2 separate regions of the Mus musculus genome follow, and region 1 is linked to region 2. Evidence: chromatin contacts called from public HiChIP or PLAC-seq data. All regions are on one chromosome and are shown on one strand. The core of a region is the stretch at or near the end of the contact, and the rest is flanking DNA. Distances in the headings are between cores, read along the strand shown.

Evidence for each region. HiChIP or PLAC-seq counts read pairs in DNA pulled down with a chosen protein or histone mark.
Region 1: an H3K27ac HiChIP or PLAC-seq map of the NIH/3T3 cell line shows a contact between it and region 2, with 5 times the contacts expected there. The contact joins two enhancer-like sites. A contact is called at or near these places in 9 of 39 promoter capture datasets (the 3T3-L1 cell line, cranial neural crest, hippocampal neurons and 4 more), 1 of 484 Hi-C or Micro-C datasets (cortical neurons), 6 of 115 datasets of contacts at active chromatin or transcription factors (the NIH/3T3 cell line, astrocytes, differentiating embryonic stem cells and 3 more) and 2 of 9 other capture datasets (adipose tissue and liver).

What each region holds. Positions count from the first base shown.
Region 1 is chr14:77,003,341-77,010,461 of GRCm38.p6, forward strand. No RefSeq gene overlaps it. Among named protein-coding and RNA genes, the nearest start is that of Lacc1, 30 kb to the right of the region's middle. Within about 2 kb of position 5,106, at least 11 of the 459 cell types and tissues checked have an H3K27ac peak or open chromatin away from gene starts, as enhancers often do. A contact at or near this core is called in the NIH/3T3 cell line, where this site is marked.
Region 2 is chr14:75,832,778-75,840,135 of GRCm38.p6, forward strand. No RefSeq gene overlaps it. Among named protein-coding and RNA genes, the nearest start is that of Gm4285, 8.5 kb to the right of the region's middle. Within about 2 kb of position 1,619, at least 407 of the 459 cell types and tissues checked have an H3K27ac peak or open chromatin away from gene starts, as enhancers often do. A contact at or near this core is called in the NIH/3T3 cell line, where this site is marked.

The sequences.
Region 1 (7,121 bases), core at 3,856-6,355, 1.2 Mb after region 2:
ATGATTTTGTGGCTGGGGATCAGCTCCGTGGGGATCATTAAAGGGTCTCAGCATTAGGAAGGTCGAGAATGAATAGGCCAGGGAGATAGCTCAGTGTATAAAGTGCTTGCTCGGCAAGCGTGAGGACCTGAATGTATTCCCAGACGTGAGGTGGAGGGACTGGGCATGGTGTCTCATGCTTCCCATCTCAGGGCTGGAGAGGCAGAGACAAATGTAGTGTTGAGGTTCAGTGGTCAGGTAGCATAGCCTTGTCAGCAAGTTCCATGCTCATGAGTGACTCTGTCTTGGAAGGAATAAGGTAGATGGCACTGGGGGAACACTTAGAAAATTTGACCTCTGACCTCTGTGACCATGCACATACGCGTGTGCGCACGAGCTCGAGCCCACACACACGACCTGCCACACCCTCCCACCTCACACATACATGCACAGTTAAATAAGAAATGAGAGAAATGGTTTTCTTGGTTGCTCAGCCCTCTGTAGATGCTGCTCATTTTCTGATTTCTTTGCAGCAGTGGATCCCAGAGATGTGATGTGCTTTTCGTCTCTCAGTTGTCTTTTCTCTTCGGGTTTCTTTGATAGTGCTCGATTTTGAATTACTTTCTCAATTTTGCCTTTGAATATTTAACACGACTGCTTATTTTATCATTGGCTGTTCTTTATCAACCTGCCCTCTGAATCTTCCTCACCATCTTCTGCCTCTAAATGCCCTAGAGCCGATACGCCATTATACATCTCAATAATGACTGCATCGGTGTCCAGATGGTCTCATTTGCTATATGACTTCAGAAGCCACCTATGTACAGAGGATTTTTCAAAAGGTCTCTACCCAGGCCCTTTCTAGTCTTCCTCTCAAGACTACCACTTTATCCTCTGATTCTCTATGTCCTTTTCTCCCTTTCTGTTTCTTCACAGCGTTTGCCCTTTGGTGGTGTCTACACAGTGCATATCTGTTCATTCACATTTACCCCATCCATTTTCCACCCAAATGTATACTCCACGAAAGCACAACTTGGTTTTATTTCTTACTTCATATCTTCACCAGACAGAACAGATTCTACTGTGCTACACATTAAGTGATCAATAAATATTTGCCAAATGAATCACTGATGTCCAAATTTGTAATAATTTAACCCCCGCTTATTTAGGTCAAAAGTATCAAGGAAGAAAGAAGTTCAACTCTCAGTGTTGTTACGGCAGGTGGTCTGAGTTAATTTGCCACAAAATACCAAAAGTCAAGAGGGCTGAACTGAGAGACACAGAGTCAAGTGTGTAAGCCAACGGCAGCAAAAATCCAGCCTAGTTCAAGAAGTTGTGGCTTGGGTTAGGGAAACAATAGAGAAGAAAGGCTGAGGCACAGTACCTCATCTTTCTATCTCTCTGGTAAAGAAAGGGAGGACAAGGGCTCTAAGCAAGGCTAACCAGTGAAAACATAGCAGAAGGACGCTTTTCAAGACCCTGGAGACCTAGCATCTGGTGTCTGCTTCCTTCTGTTCAGTATAGGATCAGAGCTGCCTGCAGCTTAATGCCCAAGCCCAATCCAGTACTGTCTAGTTTCGATAGCCAGGGAGGCTCCATGAGGAATGGAAAGATAAATAAAACACAGCTGTCTTCAGGGTGTCTGTTGACTCAAGTGAGCTGAGAAGACACAGCAGCAACGTTAGGTAACAGGCAGCGTGCTCGACAGAGCGTAGAATCGCAGCAAATCATCTCTCTAAATGAGACTTGGAGTTGTGTTTAAAATAGAGCTAGTCTCTTGAGTAGAAGAAAAAGAACAATTTCCTACTTGTTCGTTGCTTCACCTGCACAGTGTAAGGTTCATGCAGAATTATTCTTTGTTTTGTTTTGTTTTTTGAAGACATGGTCTTCTTATGTGTCCCAGGCTGACCTTGAACTTTTGACCTCTCTGCTTCCATTTCCCTAGTGCTGAATTGCATGTTTGTATGATCATCCATGCTCATTTTATGTGGTGCAGTGGATTGACGCCAAGGCTCCGTGCATGCTAAACAAACACTCTGCCAACTGAGCTACAACCCCAGCCTGCCGAATTGTTTTTGCTTCCTTCTAACACTAAATTGCAGTGATTCTCAGTTCATAGGCATATACCGTGAAGACACATGTCTATGTAGATAATAAAATCGCATTAAGTAGACACTGCTAATTTATGATCAACTGCCACAGTAAGGCTAGTTAAGCTTGAGTCTATGAGTCTATATCAGTGGCACTGGTAATTTATTCATGAGCAGTGTAAACAAATTATAGAGGGAATGCCTATCTGTTTTAAAGGACAAACTGTTTTGAAAGCATCGGAGTTCTTCTAAACAGATAGCAGAAGTGAACACCGGCTCCTCCGAAAACACAAAGTAAGATCCCGAGCTGGGAGCCCCTGAGAGAAGGGTTGGCTCTTCCAATGCTCTGACCCTCAGCTCACCTCAGAGCCCCAGGGAGCCAGAACTTGTTTTGACTAAAGGAGAAACAGAGGAAATCATCTGTAGAATCATGGGGCCAGCAGACTGCCTCCCCCTGTCAACCACTCCTGCTGTCCTCATTGCTCTGGCAGTAAGAAGTGTGTATGCAAGACAGACAACAAAGTCGCTGCAGCCAGGATTATTCACAGGTTATTATGTAAAATTCCCTCATTCCGTAAGATTTATTGAATATTTATTTGCTGGGAGCATTGCTACTCATTCCGGTGTCACCATGGATTTTCAATATCAGGAGTTTATTTAGTCTATAAAAACTCCTCAGAACATATTATAGAAATACCTTGTTACTATACAGTTAGTTTCTTTTAGGAATACTGCCTCACAAGGTCGCATGAGGACCTCCCAGGCCAATGGGGCATGACCAAAATGGAAGCTAGGGAGGTTTGGAAGTGGTAAAATTTACAAAGAGTTTTTAGGAGTGAGTCCAGAATAGCTAAGCTGAGAATAAGATACAAATTGGCATTTAAAACCCACCACCAAATGGATCGTGAGTACAGGGTGGGTAAAGGAGGACAGGAATAAGAGTCATATGACCTGTCAAATGAACAGTCATTCTGAGAGCGGACCCAAAGGCTGATCTGGATGGCTCAAGGCTGCCTGGACACGGTGGCATATAGTAATTTGAAGGCTGAAGCTGGAAGATCACGAGTTCAAAGCTACTCATGATCAACAAGCCAGGGATAGAAAGGTTTCTCTAGACACCGCCTCAAAAGAAAAGACTGCAAAGACGGGCCACGGCTGAATACACAGAGGCAGGGCATTTTCAGCTGCACATTTCCTAATGCTGATCATCTGCGCATCCTTTAGGTTTCCAGCGCTGTCATCTGTTAGTGTTTTACCCAGGCCTAGCTTCTCCCCAGCAGCTCTCTCCAACTCCTCCTACCCAAAAGGAGATAGATCCCCATTGTCCAGATGTCCCATGAAAACACTGCAGTTAACCAAGCCACAGTTCTGCCATGGACACCGAGCTCCTTTAGACTAAGGACCGATTCTTTGCTTGTAGAGTTTATATTGAAACCTTTACAATGACTGAGGAACTCCCCTGTGAGAAAAGCTTTAAAAGGTACACGAAATAAGCCACAGAAATTTCATGTTGGGAAGACTGTGGGAAAAGAAAGAAGAAACCCGTGGGAAAGAAACAGCCTTGGGACTTTTTAGGATGAATGCTCAATAATGCATCATTTATTGATGCCTTCCATATATATATGTGAAGCTGATTGGCATACATAAGATAAAAATGCTCCCAAAATAAATTTAGCTTCTCATATCACCAATATAATCTTCCTAGCTGCTGTATCCTCTGTCCTAATGAATGAGATCACCACCCACTCATCCAGTGACCTTAGCCAGGAACCTGGTGGCCACCCAGCCATTTACCTCAATCAGACTTGATTCTTTGCTGACTTACAAGTGCTATTCTGCCCTTTCCTTACTTTGTTTTAGGTCTAAATATCCCCGCCACCCATCCAGGCTCTGTGGTCATTCCAATGTGGTTTCCATGCGGTAGATCTTACTCCCCTCTCATGAATCTCTATAAAACCATGGGGGCATCTTTCTGAAATGCAAGTCTATCTTTCTTATTATTCTTTCTAGACCTTACAACAATGCCCAAAAGATAAAGTCCTAACTTCTTTGCATGTCGTTCAGCCACCCCCATAATGTGGTCTCTTGCCCCTTTATTTTAATATCATTTCTAACCACTGCCCTATACACCTAAATAACAGTGTCGGGCTTTGAAAGATCACGCCATTTCCCCTCAACCCACCTCTATGATCATTTCAACTGTTTGAATTACCTTCAGACTCAACCTCAGGACCAATGTTTTCGTGACTTCCTCTGCAAGAAGCACATGAGTCCCTACTGTGCCTAGCCATTGCCTGTAACAGAGCAGAGCTCCATGTTGTGACAAGGCTTTTTCTACTAGGAGGGAAGAGATAGAGTCTGGTGTAAGAGTGGCTGTGTGTGTGTGTGTATGTATATATGTGTGTATATATGTGTGTATATATGTGTGTATATATAGTGCATATATATATATAGTACATATATATTTTGTGCATATATATATTTATTGTGTGTGTGTATATATGTGTGTGTGTATGTATGTATATATATATATATATATATATATATATATATATATATATATATATTGCATACAATACCTCCAACCCTGAACCATAAAAGTAACTCCTATTTGCAGAGCATGGGTGAGGTGAAAGAAGGGTCTCAAATAAAAAAAAAATTCACAAGCAGTGACTCAGACTTGGAAAGTTGCATTCAGTTTAAAGTTTTTTTTTTTTTTTTTTTTTTTCTTGGTACATCTGAATCAGAGGTTTTGCGAAAGGAGCAAAGAAGTAGGGGGCGGGGGGGGCGGGGGAGCCGGTCAGAACAGGCAGTATCTCTCAATAAATAAAAGATCAGATGTAACAAAAATAACTCAAAGACTTCTGCTTGGGAACCTGAAAGATCGCTGGTGTCTTGATAGGAAATTATAAAGCTCAATTGTACATTCAGACCTGTTCCTGTCATCTGAACTTGAAGCAGTGACTAAGAGGAAGAGCTGGCTAATTACCTGCAAGTCCTTTAGGAGTGTCCTTGCCAATCAGAGTGCTTCTGCCACCTGGTGGCAGTCTACCCAATGTTTTATTCAACTGCTAAGCATGGCTCCTTCTCATTCAACACAACGCTCCCCCACCCCCCACGCCCCATGACATCATGCAAACCAAGAGGGTCAAATCTCTGTGTTCAGTTTAAGGGCACCATGAGACACCTACATCCTCAATGATGTGCATTTTCTAAAATCAGCACCCAGTATCTACAAGGTATCATAAAAAAAAAAGTAATTTGTGTTATTTTGTCACTACAGTCATGAAACTAAGTAGTATTGGGGCTGGACCCAGGGCTGGCACCCCCCCCCCCAACTCCCAAAGTTCTGGACTTTTGTTATGCATACTTAGACATGAAGAAAATGAAGGGGTCCTTAAGATTTGCATGCAGATTCTCTGGTTATGAACACAGCCAGGTAAATAAAGCGCCCAAGTTGGGTCATGCTGGAGTAAACTGTGTGGGCCTCGGTGTCACTGAAACGATTCTCCACTGAAAAGGACACACCTGTTCTTAAATCTGAAGAGACACCATAAGAGATTTAAAAAATATTTCTAATCCAAGGCCCTGCTTTCAATAGACACTCAACGTTTTTAAAAATTGAATCATGGTGATGCATTAAAAAGTATCAGGTAATCCTAGTAAATAAAGTGATTTATAGCTCTGTAGTTCAAAAGGAATAAGGATGGGATTATATCAAAGATGCGTGGGAATCCGTCTACAGAAGCTCCAAATGGCTCTTTGGGGCCACAAAAATAAACCAATATGTCTATAACCCAACAATACCTACTCAAAAGACCATGTTCTATAAATGATGAGATAAATAGTAAACGTCCCAGATAGGGTTTCACACGATTTGTGCGGATTCCACACCCCTCGCTGAGATTGAGCACAACTCAGTGCATTGTACATTAAACCATGGAGGAAGAGTTGATGAAGCCAAATTGAGAGATACTCAACAAAATACCTGACTAACACAGCTCAATGCTGCGGTGATCACGCAACATCCTGGAATCATAAAACTGTTACAGCTAAGATCAACACAAGGAGTTCTGATTAGATGCAGTGGGGGATCCTAGATGGGGTCCCCAAAGAAAAGGCTGAAATATTAGGTCATCAAAAAAAAAGACATTAGGTGAAAAGAAATTTAATTTTACTGAAGTATGGATTTTATTTGATAATAGTGTATTAACACCAGTTCATTAATTTCAAGAAGTAAATCAAACTAATGTAAGATGTTCAGAGACACTAGGAGTGGGGTTAATATGACTCGTTCTATTATCTTTGCAATTTTCGGTAAAAGTGAAAGCTATTCTGAATAATGTTTTAAGAAAATGAGCCAGATCTCCCATTATAATCAGCAATAACCAGTGCCATGTGGTGAATCAAAGAAACACCAAAATATTATTAAATGACTCTTGGGAAATTAGATAGCAAACCATACAGGAGAAACAAGAAACATTCACTTGAGAAGTGAGAAAGATAAAACATGATTTAAGAGTAAATATTATTTTTATTAAGTAAAACATAGGAAAAATCCACAAACAACCAAAAGAGAAAAATATGCACTTTGATAATTCCATGTTTATAGTGTTTTGAGTTAAGCTGTTCTCAGACTATGGGTTGTAAGCCCTTTGGAAATTGTATATCAGATATCCTGCATATCAGATATTTATATTATGATTTATAGCAGTAGCAAAGTTACAGGTATGAAGTAGCAATGAAATAATTTTATGATGGGGAGGTCACCATAACATGGAGAACTGTATTAAAGGGTTGAAGCATGAGGAAGGTCGGGAAGCATTGTCTTAACTGAAGAGAAATTATATTCAGAACAAATTAATTGGTCTCATTCTGCTTTGGGGATAGAATTAATTTAAGTGCATGGACATTCAACATCTGCACGTATCCATGTATCATGCCTAGGGTAAGACAGAAAATATCAGAAAGTTGTGGTGCTAGACTAATGGCTTAGCTCCTGATATCACTGTGGCTGTATTTTGACGTTTGGGGAACATCGTGGAAGGAGAA
Region 2 (7,358 bases), core at 369-2,868:
ACAGCCAGGGCTACACAGAGAAACCCTGTCTCAAAAAACAAAAAACAAAAACAAAACAAAAAATGTTTTGCCTGTATGTATATTAACCACCTGTGTGCCAGGTACCCAGGGAGGTGTGGAGAGAGTGGTGCTGGTAGAACTGGGATTGGTTGGAACTGGAGTCAGTAGTGAGGCACCACGTGGGTGATGGGAACCAAACCCAAGTCCTACACACACACACACACACACACACACACACACACACACATCACACACACCGTGGTAACCAAAACAGTTCTTCAGAATAAGAAGTAAGAAGTTTCGGTGCCCTAAACTGGAATTATTTCGTTCATGAATGTTGGCATTCCTTCTAGGCTCAGTTACCTGGCAACAGCCAGGTAGGCGTGGCTTTCTACAAAAGTGACAGTTTGGCTCCTCCTCCATGTCTCTGCCCCTTCTGTCTCTCTTCTCTCCCTGACCCCTTTCTCCCTCTCTTCCCTTCCCCCTCCATCCCCTCTCTCTGCATGTTCCTGGCCAGCCTCTCCCCTCCTCTTCTCTCTCTCTCTCTTTTCTTTCTCTCTGTCCTCCTTTGTCCCTTCTCAGCTCCTCTTTCCATGCCCCCAAATACTCTATTCTATAGCATATATCTCCTTAGGCTGGTACCTCAGGAGGAAGGGATGCTTCAGTATGAGCCCGCCAAGGCACCCCTCCCACCTCACCATACTGTGCCCTACTAAACACATCCTCGTCTTTTTTAAAGCACAACAATGAGGGCGGGTGCGATTTGATGTACACACCTTTTAAAGGTCCCAGGACTTCTCAACACTCCTACACTGGAGCTTTCAGTGTGACCTCTAGTGATGAGAACGCATGTTCAATCCACAGCACCCACGGGCCTGAGAACAGGAAAACGCCAAGAAACCCAGAGTGTCTGGGAAGCACTGAAGCCAGCAGCCAGCGGCAGAGGCATGGGAGGCAAGGAGTCCACAGTGGAACTGAAGATGCTGGGGCAGCCAAGCTGGAGGAGCTGTAGAAAGGAGGGCTCGGGCAATAAAAGGTAAGGGTCAAAGTCTGATCTGAGTTCAATCCCAGCGACACACATGATGGAAAGAGGAAACTGACTCCCGCAAATTGTCCTGACATTCACAAGAACGCCACGACTGGTTCACATGTGCACACACACACACACACACACACACACACACACACACACACACACACATAAATATTAGAAAAAAAAATTTAAGAAGAAAGAAGGTGCATGTAACAGGAGGGAAACAGAGCCAGGAAATCCAAGAGCAGACGCTGCCATGGAAACAGTGGGGGGAGGGGGGGGAGCCAGGAGATTAGAGAAGTTGCCCTCTCAAGCACAGCTCCATCCGAACTTTCAGGAAACTGCTTTATCCTGTGCGTCCTAACCTCATGCTATCAAAACCTCAAAATCAAGGAAGAGCCAATGCCTGACATAGCAGCCTCCTAATAGAAAACCCAAGCTACCCAAGAGCCAATATGAGTCTTCTTAAACTTCTGAATCTGGCAGGAAACCCTTGCCGGAAATCCACACAGAACACAGGGACATGAGCCACACACATCCGGACTGGACAGAGACAGGTCACATGATCTGCATTTTTCCACTTGTAAGTTAGTGGAAAAGAAGGGGAGGAGATATGCAGATTAAAACTTTTCGAAGGTGGTGATGGGTAGGGGTGCCTAAGTCTTAAGAAAGGACCCACGAGTCACAGAGAAGACAAGAGGAACCATGTCTCCATACCCGCAGCTCCACAGGAGAACAGGAAGGCAGGAGGCTGCTTCTAAAGGCAAACCCAGCGGCTCTGGTGAAGACAGGCCTCCCTCATGGCAAGCTCACAATACTCACAAGCCTCAAAACTAGCTGTGAGGTTTGGTGAGACAATGACTCCTCGGTGAAGCGGGCAGGGATCCCTCTGTATGACTCAGAGGTTGCGTGCCATCGACAGAGAAGATCTACGTTTTGTAACTGAGCTATCCCGAGAGCCTGAGAAAAGAACAGGGAACCCCAAATTTAACCCGCCATAACCCCAGGATGAGAAGCAACTCTGGGAGGCAGTTGTGGGGAGTGGAAGGGTGAGACTCAGACAAGACCAAGAGTGCAGGTTGGCAGGAATCCGGAAGTGAGCGCATAGCGGAAAATCAACTCCCACCTGGGTTTCTGAGAGCTGATCTCACTAGCTGAGAACAACCCTGGAGTCTGGCAGCCTGCGGTCCACAGTGGGATCAGGTCACCCTCTAGCCTAGATCTAAAGCCACCTGGCTGCTGTCACTGCTATAGAACTGCTAGAGTTGAAACTTCAGCGCGCCCCTTGCTAGCCACAGCCGCGTCTCTCAGCAGCCTGAGCTGCGCTTGGAAGACCTCCACCTGCTGTGGTTGCTTACTTCGTCCCCAAGGCAGCTGGGTGCCCTGCCAGCTGCTTCAGCTGCTTTGGGCATCGCAGGCTTCGAAGTCTTGGGGATGCTAGGGAGGGAGCCTTGGGAGGCTGAGAAAGCAGCCCCAGCCACAGACCTCAAAGCCAAAAGTGGCAGTAGTGGCCCCTAGTGCGCAAAGAAAGGAGCAGCAAAGAGCTCAGCACAGCTTCAGCAGAGACAAATTCAACTCACCTGCCGCACCTCTGGCCAGGACCAGTGGTCCCAGTTTCTGAGAAGTGGAAATAAGTAGTTGCGTTGTTCATTCTTTTCTTTTTTCTCGCCTCTTCTTTCTTTCCTCTCCGCTCCCCTCCTTTTCTTTCCCCTCTCCCTCCTCTCCTCCTCTGCCCTCTCCTCTCCGGTCCCCTCCTGTTCCCTCCCCTCCATTATGTTCTCCTTCCCTCCCCTCCCCTCCTGTCTCCTCTCCTTTCTTTCTCTCCCCTCTCCTACTTCTTTCTCCCTTTTCTTCGTTTTTCTGTTTGTTTGGGTTTTTTGTTGTTGTTTGAGACCGGGTTTCTCTGTATAGCCCTAGCTGTCCTGGAACTCTCTGTAGACCAGGATAGACCGGAACTAGAGATCCACCTATCTCTGCCTCCTGAGTGCTAGGATTAAATTAGGCACCTGTCACCATCACCGGCCATCTATTTATTTATTTACTTACTTTCACATTTTTTCATTTGATTATACCTTTAGCAGTGTCTTCATGTCTTAATTTACCACACCTATAAAAGCCTCACAGACTTGCGCAGAGATTTGTTTCCATGACGATTTTAAATCCCATTAAATTGGCAACCAAGTTTAATCTTACAGGGACATAGTGGGAGTAGTGGAGGAGGGCAATGAGCTGAACAAAGTAAAATGACCCATTGTGCTGGGCGGAGGTGGCGCACGCCTTTAATCCTCTTGAGAGGCAGAGGCAGGTGAATTTCTGAGTTCGAGGCCAGCCTGGTCTTCAGAGTGAGTTCCAGGACAGCCAGGGCTACACAGAGAAACCCTATCTTGAAAAACCAAAATAAAATAAAATAAAATGACCCATTGTGTGTGAAAATACCACAATCAAACCCGATACTTTGAATTCTAACATAAAAAAAATCAATGAATTAAATTAGGAAGGAGTATCTGTTGGTCTACGTAGGTCAATTTAGGCATAACCTACTCAGCAGATAAATGCATTGATGTGTTCTTTAATGCTGTTCTAGGAGCAAAGTAGGGGGCTCTGGGGCGCTTGTAGTTAGTTATAGCTCTAGGTACTAGTTGCATGAGTTGTATTTATGAAAAATTAGACTGTATCCTTCAAAAATGTACACTTGCCATATGTTTATTACACTTTGTCTTTTTTAGAAAGGTTTCTGTTTTTGTTTTTGTTTTTGTTTTGTGGGGGGTTTGGTTTTTTGTCTTCTGAGACAGGATTTCTCTATGTAACAGCCCAGCCTTGGCTCTCCTGCAACCACGCCCGGCTTAAATTATTTTTTATTTTGAGGCATGGTCATGTTAAGTTATCGAAATTGTTCTGCCTCAGCTCCTGTTACTGATTACAGGCCTGTACCACAAAGCTTAGTGCTAATAATGACTCATAATGAGTTATATTCCTCTTTGGTTGCTAAAAAGCTGGCACTCAAATCTAGAGCTTGCCTCTAGTTTTTTAGACTTACTGACATCTAATTTGCTTTTTTTCTGGCTTTGTCTTATCTCATTTGCATTTTTTGTTTGCACTAATTACCACACCAAATGTTGTTGCTGTTGTTGTTGTTTGTGAGACAAGGTTTTTCTGTGTAGCCCTGGCTGTCCTGGAATTCACTCTGTAGACCAGGCTGGCCTCCAACTCAGAGATCTGCTTGCTTCTGCCTCCAGAGTTCTGAGATTAAAGGCGTGCGCCACAACTGCCCAGCTACTTCAATAATTTTTGAAGGAAGTTGTGCTGCACACAAGAGCTGCTACCAAGCAGGCACAGGGTAGCAGAATGAAACCCATATGTGCTCCAAATCCTGTGATCTCTAATTTCCACCTGGTATATGCTGTTGGAGAGAGCGGGAAGCAGAGGATATGTTATCTCTCCCCTGCAGGGACTGACAAGCATTCAGCCTTCCCTTCTCCCTAAGAAGGACTTGTTGCCATTTTTAGCACAGTAATTTATGAGTTAATTTTCCAGATCAAAATAGTACTGGATTATCCCCATATATGGGCACACACACTACTGCCCCCCACACCTCATATTTACAAAGGCATCAGAAAACCTGCCACAGTTAACTCAGTTCAGATAGGAAACTCCTTTACCCACTCTCAGGTATCGATGCCCCTTATTTGACGACTTTTTCTTACAAATTGTCTACACATAGTAGACACAGTGCCCCCTTCTTTGTTTGTGTCGTTGTTTTGTTGTAACCCCCGAATTACTGATACTAGAGAGATTTCATTGTTGTACAGTTTGTCCCTGCGTTCCCCGCCAGAGGCTCACTCCCTCCCACACACACACACACACACACACACACACACACACACACACAGTGGCAAGCATGATATGCAGACAGCTGGTTTCTGTTCTGCAGCAGCCCTTCCCCCTCCCCTAGTGTTAGAATGGCACCGCCTCTGTGTCTCCAAAAACCAACACCCAGCACTCCTGATAACTCTCCAGGTGCCTGTCCTTGAGACCTTAGCTCAAGGGAGACCAGGGAAAAAGTAAAAGGTAAACAGAGGTCAGGTCACAGTTATGACTGGCCATAAAATTAGTCTTTGAACATACACCCATTAACCCCCCTCCCACTTCAGTACCATTCTACCCTCTACTCCCCTTTTCTGTAACTATTCACACTATTCCTATACTGTATATAAACCCAATGTCTTCTGGACTCAGGGTCTCATTGAGTGCTAGGTGGGTGAACCAAGTTCAAACTTGAAAATAAAAGACTTTTTTTTTTGTGAGTTGCAGCAGACTTTGCAATTCTTGGGCTCATCTGGGTTTCCCGTGAACTCAGGGCACAAGAGTTTGCTATCTATGGGGAAAGAATATAAATGTGCAAAGGGCACTGAAGCGACACACGGCCAATACAATCAGCTCTGAAGCTCTCCCTCTGACTGTTCCCCAGGCCAGCTTCCGGTCATCACCCGCTGTTATCTTCTAGATGTATGTCCTTCCGGACTCTTGGGTGTACTTTTGCAAAAATACATGTATATTTATAGCCGGGCGTTTGCTTTGGAGACCAGGTTGCATTATAGAGCCCTGGCTGGTCTAGGACTTGCTGTGTAGACCAGGCTAGCCTCTGACTCCTGAGTGGTTTCTATGGGAATTAAAAAAGAAAAAAGATAAAACAGATAGGATGCTGACAGATGAAGTGCTCCAAGGAGAAGTTAAGAAGAAAAGGAAGCCGGGTGTGGTGGGGCACACCTTTAATCCCAGCACTCGGGAGGCAGAGGCAGACAGATTTCTGAGTTCGAGGCCAGCCTGGTCTACAAAAGTGAGCTCCAGGACAGCCGGGGCTATACAGACAAACCCTGTCTCAAAAAAAAAAAAAAAAAAAAAAAAAAAAAAAAAAAAAGAAGAAGAAGAAGAAAAGGAAATTCTAAGAAGAGACCAATAGGAAAAAATAGTAAAGAGAAAAAAGGTGGCCAGAGATTGTAATTTTTTTTTCTTTTTACCAGAGGATGAAGTCGTAGAAATAGACTATGGAGAAGGTGACCATTGAAGTCAAGTTTCTGTCTTTGGTTGACTAGTGCCTGTATGGTCTTGGGAGTGCATACAGTTTGTGATGTTTGTATATGCCTGGCCCAGGGAGTGGCACTATTAGGAATTGTGGCCTTGTTGAAGTAGGTGTGTCACTAAAGGCATAGTCTTTAATACCCTAGTCCTAGCTGCCTGGAAGAGACTCTTCTCTTAGACACCTTTATATGAAGATGTAGAACTCTACTCTCAGCTTCTTCTACACCATGCCTGCTTGGATGCTACCATGCTCCCATCTTGATATTAAACTGAAATTCTGAACCTGTAAGCCAGCCTCAAATAAATGTTGTCCTTGTAATTGTTGCCTTGGTCATGGTGTCTGTTCACAAGAGTAAAACCCTGAGACACAGTTATAGAGAGGCCAGAGGCCTGCATCAGGTGTATTCTATCACTCTCCTTATTCTCCCAGTTCCAGCCAGGCTGTCTGGAAGCCCCTGGATCGTCCTGCTGCTGCCTACCATCAGAGCTGACGTGCGTGCCACCATGCCTCCCTTTTACGTGGTACTCAGGTCCTGTCCCTTGCGCAGCACGCTCTTCACTGGCTAAGCTGCCTGCCCCAACCTGTGCCTTTTTTCTTTTTGTAGAGGGCCTGAGGTCCTCATGCTCACCGCACTAGGGAAAGCAGGACCCTTAAACTCACAGGCTTTTCTCTTCAATGGAAGGGGTTGATACTTGTTCCCACCCAGAAAGCTGGGGTTAGATGTAGTTAATAACCTGGTAATCCCTGCTATTGGCAGGGCCAGGCCCCACCGGAATCTTCCAGACTACTATGCTTATTATTTCCCCGAGCATTATTTCTCTGTCAATAGAATCCATTCTTATGAAAGATGTCCCATGTATTTGCAAGACTTTACTATTATGCTTATTCCATACCCTTGCTCCCTTGACCCTTATCTGGAGCAGCTTTCCAATCAATAAAACCCTTTGGGGGGGGGGTCCGAGACAGGATTTCTCTGTATAGCCTTGGCTGTCCTGGAACTCACTCTGATGACCAGGCTAGCCTTGAACTCAGAAATCCACCTGCCTCTGCCTTCCAAGTGCTGGGATTAAAGGCATGTGTCACCACCGTCCTGGAATAAAGGAGTTTCAATGTGGTCATTGCCTTAAAATTTTATTGTGATAATTGTCTTGAGAAAACCCTTTTCCAAAGTTGTACTGTAAATATGTCAAAAATAAACTGCTTAGGATCAGACTCGAAGTCTGAACCAACACCATCTAATGAAGT